Regions from separate parts of the Hordeum vulgare genome. Here region 1 is linked to region 2. The links are chromatin contacts, called in public Hi-C maps. All regions are on one chromosome and are shown on one strand. The core of a region is the stretch at or near the end of the contact, and the rest is flanking DNA. Distances in the headings are between cores, read along the strand shown. Region 1 holds the start of LOC123448610 (beta-adaptin-like protein C). Region 2 has its middle 280 kb from the start of LOC123450525.

What was found. Hi-C and Micro-C count contacts between places; a contact is called where the count stands out from the background.
Region 1: a Hi-C map of leaf shows a contact between it and region 2, with 7 times the contacts expected there. The contact joins the promoter of LOC123448610 here to the enhancer-like site in region 2. A contact is called at or near these places in 4 of 6 Hi-C or Micro-C datasets (leaf and seedling).

What each region holds. Positions count from the first base shown.
Region 1 is chr4H:355,864,166-355,870,428 of MorexV3_pseudomolecules_assembly, reverse strand. It overlaps LOC123448610 (beta-adaptin-like protein C), which reads right to left and starts at 3,061. Exons shown (of 15, transcript XM_045125565.1): 1 at 2,732-3,061; 2 at 1,511-1,708; 3 at 1,278-1,391; 4 at 936-1,186; 5 at 715-850; 6 at 374-553; 7 at 196-288. The coding sequence starts at 2,818.
Region 2 is chr4H:355,347,052-355,353,313 of MorexV3_pseudomolecules_assembly, reverse strand. No RefSeq gene overlaps it. Among protein-coding and RNA genes, the nearest start is that of LOC123450525, 280 kb to the left of the region's middle. Within about 2 kb of position 1,388, at least 3 of the 3 cell types and tissues checked have open chromatin away from gene starts, as enhancers often do. A contact at or near this core is called in leaf and seedling, where this site is marked.

The sequences.
Region 1 (6,263 bases), core at 1,812-4,311, 520 kb before region 2:
AGACAGGAATATAATAACACAAGACAGTAGCTGAAAATGTTGTTCAACTGAAAGCAACATCATAACCAGAATCAACAGTAAATTAGTACTCCCTCCGTAAAGAAATATAAGAGCGTTTATAGATCACTAAAGTAGTGATCTAAACACTATTATATTTGTTCACAGAGGGAGTACATAAGAAATAAGATTATGTACCTGATCAATGTTCCTATCTGAGGCAAGCTTTATCATAATCTCCAATTTTTCCATCTTGACATATATTGGGTCGTTGTACTTGCAAAAGAAGACCTATTGCCAAACATAATATTGAGTTACAGAAACACAATGGCATTGATTGATGAATAAGAATAGCTCGAAGACAAACAAATATCACCTTAATTTCATGTGCAAGTATTGTAGGCCTTTTTTGAACAATCAAATTGATATTTCTCAATGCTACATATTGAATCTCAGGCTCTGCCGACAGTAGAGTAACCAGAGGGGGTGCCATTTTCTTGCAGAGATTCCGGACAACGTCGGTGCTTGTAATGAGCTCCATTTGTAGAAGGATTATCTGTGTGAAAGAGATAGCCAACAGGTTAACTCTTACTGCAAAATTACAAGTACACATGGCACTGTGCCAATCTATGGTTAATGAATACCACACACACAACTGCATGCAACACTTTCTAAAACTTTACTGTGTTCAGATACACGTGAATCAGACTAATGTACCTTGACAGCAGAAAGAACAACTGCACAGTTTGCATGTTGAAGACGGGGTGTAATTCGTTCCACTATATTTTCTGCGTCCCTTGCATCTGTTGCTTTGTACCTTGACAGAGAATCAAGAATGAAAACTTGTCCCCACCTGCAAAATTATCAAAAATGATAAGCAGCTTACTCTAGAAAAATATGGGGGTTCAGAACTGAATATAGCAAGAACTGCATCATACTCTGTGCATTCATTCAGAGCAGTCAGAAGCTTTGTCAATGTATGGCTGGTGATCTCGAAGATCGGACGAGCACTACTGTCTTGAATCTCTGCCAGAGCAGCAACAGCATTTGCAACCACCATAGGATTATTGTCAGAAATTAAGTCTTTGAGGGCTTCTAGAAATCCTCTGTCCTCCACTAGCTCAGCATTTATATCATAAAGCTTAGCAACACAAATAGCTGCTGTCTTCCGCACATATGGATCATCGTCCTGTTAAAAAATTCAAGACACAAGTATAGGCTTAATTCAACGGAAGACAGTTTTTTTTTCTGGAAAGAAGTGTACAAGCACCAATAGACACCTTGAGGCATCTCTGAAGAGGGTCGCACAGATACTCTGTGATTTTGTCTACACGGATGCAACCCATTGTCCTCACAGCCAAAGCACGGATCAGTGGATTTGGATCTTGTGAATCCTGCAAAAGTTTTGGATCTTCTTATCAGTTGCTGCTTCTGCATGGTTTGTTTCACACATGATACAGCTTTATTTTTCTGCATAAATGTGCATTGGTAGTATATGGTTATAATTTCCCACCTTAACAAATGTGTTCACGGCAAGTATCGCTAGGTCTGGTTGACTTTTAGCATAGTTGATGAGATATAAGTATACTAGTTTTTTCAGCTCCAAGTTCTCAGTCTGCATACAGTTCACAACATCCGTAAACAATGATGAGACATCTTTTCCAACAGTCATTGCTGCAATCACTTTCTTGACAGCATCTTTTCTCTTATCCTGCAAACCATGTTTCCACCAAAGCCTCAGATGCCAGAAGTTAACACATAATACATCATTTATTCTTGCATTAAAATTAGGAAACAAAGAAATGGGATTTATGGTTGGTGAATGATTGACAGCAGTACATAATCCAACCATTATTGCTACATAGCATACTTCATCGCTGAGAATGTGCAGCACTGATAATGTACAAGTGTTCACTAATTTTGCATTAGAACACGCATTTTACAGCAAAAGTGCAGCACTGCAAAATGTAGCCGGAACAGGGACAGAATATTTTTCTGACCGGGGGTAAAGATGGCATCTCAAATCCACTAGACCACCAAAATAAAATGATGTAGCATGTCTTGCTTGCAAAACATGGAGAAGTGATAAGAGACTACAATGTTCCTTGCTGTTTTAACCATGTGCGGAAAGCCGCAAAGATGGTATAGATAAATATAAAGGATAAACACCTTTTTATCAGCAGCAAGGTGCCATTTCTACAGCTACACCAATCCATATTGATGCATATCTGGAGCCATGGAGATAAAGAATAAACTAGATGAGGTAATGCACGGGCCCACACATAAACTCCAAAATTTCTACCTTATTTAAAACTTATTCCTTTACCCTCACAGCCTGGCTAACCAGACATCGAGCAGTCACTGTGTTTGATTTAATCCTGCTTTCACTGAAATGCCTCGAGATGGATCAGAACTCAGTGCATTCATCTCGCTCCAGAGCAATTCAAACACAAGTTCGCCTGAACAAATATAACCCAGTCCTGCACTGAATTCGGCACATTTAAGCATATTTTGTTGAAGAAATGACCCCGAGATCGTCACTCTGCCGCAAATTCCAATCCTCGGAACAGAACCTAATCCCGTGGGATACCAACAAAAACTCGCAGATCTCAAACCAACAGCGCGTGGGCCCCCAACACCCTGGCCAGATCTGGATCCAGGCCAACCAATCCTCGGGCACAGAAAATCACACAAGAAGATGGACAGGGGAGAGACAGCGAGGTAAGGAGGTGACCTTGTACTGGGAGTTGAGCTCCTCCTTGAGCTCGGGGATCTCCCCCTTTTTGGTGGTGGAGAAGTACTTGGAGTCGTGCCCGCTCATATCGCCCCGGCGAGCCTACCTGCCAAATACACACCGGTCACCGCCTCCGGCTGCGGAGCCCGGGGTTCGTGATGGAGGCCTCCGATATGCGCGCGGTGGCGGGCGGCCTGCCTGTCTGCGCGATGGGATGGGATTGGACTCGGCGAGGGGGAGCCAGGCGGGTGTGCGTGCGTGCGAGAGTTATGGAGATCAGACAGATCGGGAGGGAGACGACAGTGGAGATCTGATCGGCTGCTCGCAGGTCATTGTAGTTTGTTTAGGTCTTTTTGAAATCATAATAGATTATGGTAATTCAGATTACGAAGATAAATTATTAATCAAGTTTATAAAAATAATCTAGATGAGTATATTTGAAGATCAGATTATATAAATTATAATTCAGATTTTTACACTGCATAATGACATATCTATATTGTGCACGCGTTGAGAAGGAAAAAGGAGGAGGATGAAGGTGATAGAAATTAGTAATTACCCTCAACTTTACAAGGATAATGGGACATTAGCAATTTATAATCTGATTTTTCCGAGATAGAGTAGATTGTGAGTTTTTAATAATTTGTTCATTCAGTTTTATAATCTACAATATAATATGTCTTGTTGGGAGACGGTATAGATTATAAAAGCTGGATTATTATAACGTGAGTGGTTCTAAACAAAGTCTTATTTGGTGGAAAATTATATGTTCAGATTCTTAAGTATATTTAATATTCTTTTGATCTTATAGAACAACAACATGGTTTGTGAATAGCTATATTGTTTTTAGGACATGTGAGAAGTCTTGTTATAAACTATCATGTGAGGTTAGTATTCGTTTAATATTTTGATGATATGTATGTTATGTTTCATCTAGTGGTGTCATATGAACGTCGATGTGACGCCCTCAATTTAATCGTACGCTAATCATACACGCAAATGCGTACGATCAAACTCAAGGACTCGCGGAAAGATATCACAACACAACTCTAGACACAAAATAAAACATAAAGCTTCATATTACAAGCCAGGGGCCTCGAGGGCTATAATACAGAAGCTCGATAAACACATGAGTCAGCGGAAGCAACAATATCTGAGTACACACATACACTTGGGGTGCCTTAGAGAAGGCTAGCACAAAAGAAACACGATCGAACGAGGCGAGGACTCCTGCGTGGGAACCTCCTAAACTACTCCTGGTCTTCAGCGGCCTCCACGTAGAAGACACCATCAGGATGGCATACATCGGCAGGAAACTCCACTCCTGGGCTCCATCATCTGGTCGCAACAACGGATAAAAGGGACAAAGGGGGAGCAAAGCAACGGTGAGCACTCATTCGAAATACTCACAAGACTTACATCAGAACTATGCTAAGTATGCATCAGTATCAAAGAAGGGGGATTTTATGTGGACTGACTGCAACAAAGTAAGAATAGAGAGAAGGCCTACTCCTATCGAAGACTATCATCTTTAGGGTCTTGCAGCAATAGACGAGAGTAGAGCAAGGTAACACAATTAAATAGTCATATTGTTGCAGCAATATTAATATAAGGTCATGCCCAGAGATCCTCCCTCGACTCCCTGCGATGAAGCAATCCCGGGGCAACTAAATTCAGTTAAGTAACAATTGTAGTTGTATAAGATCAGGGCACAACTCCAAGTCGTCCTGTAACCATGGACACGGCTATTCGAATAGCTAATTTTCATCCCTGCAGGGGTGCACCAAATTTCCCGTCACGCTCGATAACACTCTGGCCGGACACACTTTTCTAGGTCATGCCCGGCCTCGGAATATCGACACGTCACAGCCCCACCTAAGCTCAACAGAGAGGCCAGTCCGACGGTCTAACTCCTAAGCACAAAGGGGTCGTGGGCCCACTTGCCCTCCACGCTCTTGCACGATGCGAGGGCGGCCGATGTCAGTCCTAGCACCCCTTAATACAAGAGCGATGCATCTCAGGACCACTCGGGCGCGCGCCGCTACATCGCTGACGTCTGAAGAGCTTCAGTTGATACCGCGACATCGAGTACCCATAATTCTTCCCACGTAGCCGGTTAGTGCGAAAAGGTCTCCGACCAACCTAGATCAAATACCCAAATTCATTATCATTTTAATTAAGCCAACGACACAAACACACGGGGATCCACCTGCCTAACATCTATTCATCAAAGATCCCAGTAACATGATCAAGTAACTGTGTGATAGAAACATCAGGGGGAATCCGAGGTATCACCCTCGTTGGATCCCGAACGATGTAACCGTCAAGGTGGACCTAGAGGAATCACCCTCGAGGGTCCCACACTTGAGGGGTTGCACGACAAAGGCATCGTCGGGAATGGTGAAAGAGGAATCACCCTCGATAACCACGACCGACTAGTTGTACTACAGAGATATCATCAGGAGTACTTCCTGAGGTGTCACCCTCGGTACCCGATACTATCTGTGTAGCGCCGCACAACTAAGGGGGTGTAAGTGTTGTGTCGGGTCTAGCTCGTCGATCGGGGATCGGGACTTGAAAACAAAGTGGGGCAACTGGACTACGGGGTCAGAGGGGATGACTGCTCCACCTATACTAAACAGTTTAAAGGTACAGTACTGAAAGTAGCAGTTCATCAAAAATAGGCTATGCATCAGATATAGGAGCTAACTACAACAGTAGCAAAATACTAATGCAAGCATGAGGGAGACAGACATAGACGATATAGGGATGATCAAGGGGGTTTGCTTTCCTTGTTAATCTGCGGCAAAGGGCTGGTCGTCACGAGGGTAGGTGTACCCGGTAGCAGCGTCAGTCTCGGGGTCTACCGGTAAGAAGAGGGGGGGGGGAAACAATAAATAATAGCAACACGTGCAACACTAAGCATGACATGGCAATATGCAGGCTAGGCATGATCTAACGCAGTAACATCCATCCGAGATAGGTCGGGAAAATATTTTCCGGGTCTACCGGTGAGATGAAAAACGATGGAAAAGTTCCATGTATACTATGCTAGGGATGCGTGACAAACGAATGGACCGTGTATCCGGGTTCGTCTCGTTCTGCTGATCAACTTTCATGTTGAAAATATTTTGATCTGACTTACGATTTATTTAATATTAGTTTTTAAAGTTTTATTCAATAATTAGGAATTAAAAACAGATTTAATTAATTATTTAAAAACTATTATGACATCAACATGATGTCATGCTGACATCAGCATTTGACTGGTCAACTGACTAGTGGTTCCTACGTGTCATTGACACAAATTATTAATTAAGGTTTAATTATTAATTAATCAGATTAATTTAGTGGGGCACCCACGTGTCATATGTTATAGGATAATCAATTATCTATATTAATAGATTCTAATTTATCTACTTAATTAATTAAGTAATATATCTATTTATTTATTTATTTATTGTATTAATAAAAACATATATATATTTATATTTATTTATTTTATTATTTTATACTAATACGTTTAGGAGGG
Region 2 (6,262 bases), core at 139-2,638:
TAAATTCGGCGGAGTGCCGGAATCCGAGTTTCTGCGTCCGTTGTGGTGGAGATGGGCACATATCGCGTGGGTGCACACGTCCACGCAGTCCTTCGCCGGTGACCAGCCGCGCCCCCCGCTGGCCCTTCGGCCCCGGGCTGCCCCTGCGGTCGATGCGTCGGTTCCCTCGCCCCCTGCCTCGCCCAGGCGCTCTACCATTGTCCTTCCACCACCACCCCGGGCCCTCCGCCACCTGGGGTTGTTCGCCTGTGGACCGATGTGGTGCAGGCTCCGTCGACCGTTGTGGCGCCTACACGGCCGGAGGCTCCTGGCCTGGTCTCCGGCCCGGAATTCTCCGTCCCTTTCAACCCGTGTGGCGTGGAGCTGGCACCGAGGGAACTTCTCCCGGTGGAGCCGGTGGAAGCATGCTTCCTGGAGGCGTCCGAGGACATCTCGCGGTTGGAGGAGTAGCTCACCCGTGTCGTGCTTGTCACCTTTGCCGGTACGCGCCCCGCGGTTGACCTGGCCTCGGCAGCAGCGGCGCTCCACGCGAAGTTTGGAGTTGGTACGGAGGCCATGTCAATTCGGGCGTTTTACCCCAAGGATTTCCTGGTACTCTACCATGACGGGGCGGTCCCGGAGAGGATGGTCCGCGCAGAGAGGATGACTGCACCCTAGTTCGAGCTAAAGTTGCGCCCTTGGTTGCGCCAGGCTCAGGCCACGGCAACACATTTGCCGTTCCTCGTCCTGGTGTCGCTCCGTGGTGTCCCTGCGCATGCCTGGTGCCAGTGGACGGCGGGTGTGATCCTGTGGGGTCTTGGCTATGTGGTGGGCGTGGATAAGAGCACGGCGCGTCGCCATGATATGGAGTATTTCAGAGTGTGGTTACATACGGATCGGCCAAAGCGAATCCCGCGGCACCAGCTGCTCTTCATTGACGAGCCGCGCCGGAATCTGTAGGCGGGCGCGGCGGCTGAGCAGGTGCCTGTTGGCAAATGTGCGTCGACTCTATGGTACCCGATCGACATTACGGTTCTTGGGGAGCTAGTGGAGGTGGATTCTGATGTGGTGGATGTGCCCCCGCCGCCGCCGCCGCCGCCCTTGCCGCCTTCGGGTGGTGATGATCTGTGGTATGAGGGGGCTGGAGCCCGGCTTGGGGTTCGTGGAGCTCGTGACCATGGCGGCTCCGGTGGCTTTGGTGGAGCTGCGGCAAGCACGACCCGGTCCTCAACGGTGACGCAATCGTCGGGAAGGCACGCGCGTATTCATACGGCCTCGGGTACGGGCGCTGGGCACGTCAGCAGCAGCTGTGTGGCTGTTGTCGCTGGGCCAGCCTTGGGCGTGGTGCCCTGCCAAAAGGAGGCGCTAGTAGCTTCGAGCCAAACGCGTGCGACCAGGTGCGGCCCTGCGTGGAGACCGGTCAAGAGGAGGAAGTGGAAATCTAGGCCTCTCCTGTCACCCCTCGTCTGCTAGTGGGACAATAGGAGGTTCCCCGACCAAGACCGCAGGAGGTGCAACCTGTCTCTTCTCAGGCTTCCGTACATCTTTTCAGGTGGCGATCGAGGATTGGCGCTACGGACCCCAACCGCATGATCGTGGACAGCGTTGTGGCTCCGGACCGGGGTGCATGCAGTAGCCTTGGCTGTGGTGGGACCGTTCGGATCGGATAGCTTTTGGTAGACGTGCTCTGAAATCCCGAGGACACTGGGATTTCCTCTCCAGATGGGACACAGCCATGCAGCACGTCCCCCCTAGCGCGCGTGCATGCAACACGCCGAGTTGCAAGCCAGTGATGGAGATGCCATGCATGGACACCCCCCGTGAAGATGCGAGGACGGATGAGGTTGAGGCACAGGCGCATGTGACTGGCCCGGACGTGGTGCTGGGCACGCCGGTGCAGCCAGGCGCAGCAGCTGCATTGCAGGCAAACGTGGCAACAATGTGTGACGAGCTACGGGCACAGGCGCATGTAGTCTTTCACAGTGAACTCACAACCTCTGAAAGTATTTGTATGGAATGTGCATGGTCTAAATGCCCCGGCCAGGAGGAGTGCAGTGTATCAAGTAGTGGTGGCAGCGAGGGCGGCCATTGTGTGCTTGCAGGAAATAAAACTCTAGGATGTGTCTTTGGCACTTGTGTATCAATGCTTGGGCAATAAATTTGGGAAGTTCTTCTACTTGCCGGCTGATGGGACACGTGGTGGTATTTTGGTGGCGTGGGATGATATGGTCACTCAGCTATCCAACCCCCACTATACCGAAAACTCGCTCACGGCAATTGTTAAGTCACCGGGTGAGCAGGAACGGTGGTTAACCTGTGTGTATGGACCTTAGCATGAGCGGGAAAAGGTCGCATTTTTGCAACAGTTGGTGGATATTCGCGACTTGCACGTTGGGCCATGGCTCGTGGCATGTGACTTCAACCTTTTGGTGAACTAGGAGGATAAGAGCAACGGGTTGATTAACCAGAGAATGATGGGAAGATTTGGTGCGAAGCTAAACGCGCTCAAACTTAAGGAGCTATATCTTAATGGGCGGCGATACACTTGGTCGAATGAGAGGCAGCATGCAACACTTGAGAAGAGTTACCATGTCTTTGTCTCAAATGAGTGGGATGAGGCGTACCCTACTTGTTTTCTATCAGCTCTAGGAACAGCCATATCAGATCATTGTCCACTGATGCTAGACTTGAACATGGAAGTGTTCACGCGGAAGAGGTTCAAGTTTGAGTCTTTTTGGGTCAAGGTGGAGGGCTTTATGGAGACAGTGCAGACGGCGTGGAACTGAACTCCGCTCGCTTCCAATGTGTATCTTACATTACACAACAAGCTGAAGGCAACGGCTAAAGCCCTACAAAAATGGAATGACAGGTGGTTATGCAATGTGAAGCTGCAGATTTGCATTGCTCTGGAGGTGATCAACATGCTGGATATCGCCATGGATTACCGAGAATTATCAGCTACGGAAGTGGAGCTTCGCAGATGTTTGAAGAGAAAACTCTTGGGGTTATGCTCTCTGGAGCGGCCCATTGCGAGGCAACGATCGCGCTTGTTGCAGTTGAAGGAAAGGGATGGGAGCACACATCTATTCCACCAGCAGACGAGCCACCGGCAAAGGAAGAACACGCTAAGATAAATGCGCCATAACGGGAATCTATTCTCAGGCCAAGATGAGGTAGCGTCTGCTGTGGATGATTACTAATCCATGGCTTTTGGTTCGTGTGAGGTGCGGACCGATGCTCTCAACCTGGAGGCGCTTGGGCTGCCGCGTCGGGATCTGGCTCATTTGGAGGATCCGTTCTTGCCAGAGGAAGTGGAGAAAGTGATCAAGGCTATGCATCCGGATAAAGCGCCGGGGCCGGATGGGTTTACGGGTCGGTTCTATGCAGTTTGCTGGCATATCATACGAGATGACTTCATCTCTGCAATGAGTTGTTTCTGTGGTGGAGATGTTAGAGGCATGGCGGCGATCAACAGGTCTCTGGTGACCCTTTTGCCGAAGAAAGAAGGGACACTGGACATGGGGGGTTTTAGGCCTATCAACCTGGTGCATGGGGCTGTCAAGATCTTTGATAAAGTGCTTGCATTGAGGCTTGTGGTGGAGCTGCCAAACCTGGTTGGGAATCATCAAAGTGCCTTTGTAAAAGGAAGATCGCTATACAATAATTTCATGCTAGTCCAGAATATGGCGAGGCGATTGCATGCGCTCAAAAACCCTACGGTACTCGTGAAGCTGGACATTTCAAAAGATTTTGACTCAGTTCACTGACCGTTTCTCCTCGAGGTCATGGAGCAACTCGGTTTTGGACCAAGATGGAGAGCTTGGGTGTGTGGTATTCTAGCCACATCGACCACTAAGGTCATGGTGAACGGTGACCCCGTAAACATAATTTACAACTGCAAAGGCTTGCGGCAAGACGACCCTGTCTCAACGATGTTGTTCATACTTACTATGGAGCCACTGCAACGTTTGTTTGATGGGGCAGTGGATAGAGGGCTCTTGCACCCCCTGGCGACAACCGGATTGAGGAAGAGGATCTCTATCTTCGTGGATGATGTGCTTCTGTTTGTCAAGCCAGAGCCCATGGACCTTGCGGTTTGCAAGTGCATTTTTGATCTGTTTGGAGAGGCGTCCGGGCTGCATATCAACATGAGAAAATTGGTGGCTCTGCCGATACGTTGCTCCGACCATAGTATCAACATGGCTAGTGCGGAGCTTGGGTGTCCAGTGGGATCATTTCCAATTCATTACCTTGGACTTCCATTGTCATCGGGGAAACTTTCAGCTACGCAACCTCAATATCTTGTGGACCACATGGCAAACCGGCTGACAAAGTGGAAGGCCGCTCTCATGCCAAGGAGTGGTAGGCTGACTCTGGCGCATTCTGTCCTATGTGTTATGCCCATTCACGCTATGATGGTCTTCGATCTTCCGATCAAGATGATTGTCGCCATGAATAAGGTGTGCAGGGGATTTTTGTGGTGTCGCAAGGCTGAAGCTAATGGTGGGAACTGCGCTGTGGCATGGGAGGCTGTGTGCGCTCCAAAGTGGGCAGGAGGTTTAGGCCTGCCTAATTTGAGATGGCTCAACTTAGCTATGCAGGCTAGGTGGACTTGGTTACAGCGGACTGATGACAGCAGACCGTGGAGTGATTTTTCTATCAAGGTGCCAGACGAATCAATGAAGTATTCCAAGCGGCCACTAGATGCACTGTTCGAGATGGAATGAACACACTCTTCTGGGAGGGTCGGTTTCTTGACGGAATGAGGTTACATGAGCTTGCACCGGCCATCTATGATCTGGTGCCAAGCCGTGTGCGAAAAGCATGCATGCTCAGAAATGTCCGGGAGACGTGGGCTACAAGTATTGGCCCCAACTTTGGGGAGGAAGCCTTGCATCAATTCCTACAACTGTGGCAGAGGATTCAGAATTGAGAACCAATGGAAAATGCCCCGGACAGCACCTCTTGGTGTTGGGAGACGAGTGGGAAATTCACAGTCCAGTCGGCCTATGCCGCCTGGTTTTGGGGTAGAGAGATCATACCCACCGCATACCTCGTTTGGAAATCGAGAGCTCCGGCAACATGCAAGTTCTTTACCTGGCTAGCCATACGCAATAGATGTTGGACATCGGATCGACTGGCGAGGAGGGGATTTCCGCACCAAGACAAGTGCCCACTTTGTGATCAAGAGGAATAAACGATCGAGCATGTGCTCTTAACATGCGCTTTCGCTAGAACGGTGTGGGCAAGGCTATTCCAGGCTATGGGGAGGATTGATTGGACGCCCACTTCAAATGAGACCATCCGGACTTGGTTATGCAGCAAACAAGGACTCCCAACCATTTCCAACAAAGACCTACACACGCTACATGTGCTGACGATGTGGGAAGTGTGGAAGCATAGGAACGCATTCGTGTTTGATGGGGCAGCGCCTTCCGTTGCTCATCTTTTGCACAAAATCTCCTCGGAAGGTAGAATGTGGTCGTTGGCCGGGCTCATTAAAGGAAATGTAGATTATGTGTTTGCGGGTCTAATACGGTGGAGCACTGGGGAGGAGTAGACTATGATACGGTGAAGTGGAGTTGTTTGTGTTTTCGTAAGGTGTATCACGATGTGATGTAAATAACCGGTGAAGGCGTTCTTCGCCTTTCTTCTATCAATATATGATATGCACACTCGTGCATATTCAAGAAAAAAAAATTACATAAAGAATAGACGTTTTGACATCCATCTTCCATCTTCTATTTACTAATTGGATGCACCTTACAAAGCTCCACACTAATCCGCATCGGCATAATTAATTTGGCCCTTAGATTTCATTTTTAATGGTGTAGATCTATATGGGGGTTCTAATATAAAAAACACCATTTACATAAAAAAGTAAACCTACACCCACGTAAACCCACATGCACGTAAAGGAGTCGTGAGTGCCCACATTCAGTTTGGCACGTAAAAGCCACTTTTCCTTCTCCTTTGATAAATAGAAAAATATGCACCATGCTAGAAAAAGAGTCCACGTATTATAAAGAATTAAGGAATTCATGTCCAACAACAAACAAACGCCATGTGCATGTTCCCTTGAAAAAAAGAATATGAACACTCCGTTTTGAGAAAACACGTAAAAATAAATGCTTTGAATCCTGACGTTTAGAGAAAAAAGATTCTAGGCCTGAGTCAGACTTATTAATTTATACAGTAAGAAAATAATAGCTACCCAACACAAAGAAAAAAATCCAACACAAACATAAAAAAATCTCCCCCCAATAGCTTTGAAATATTACCA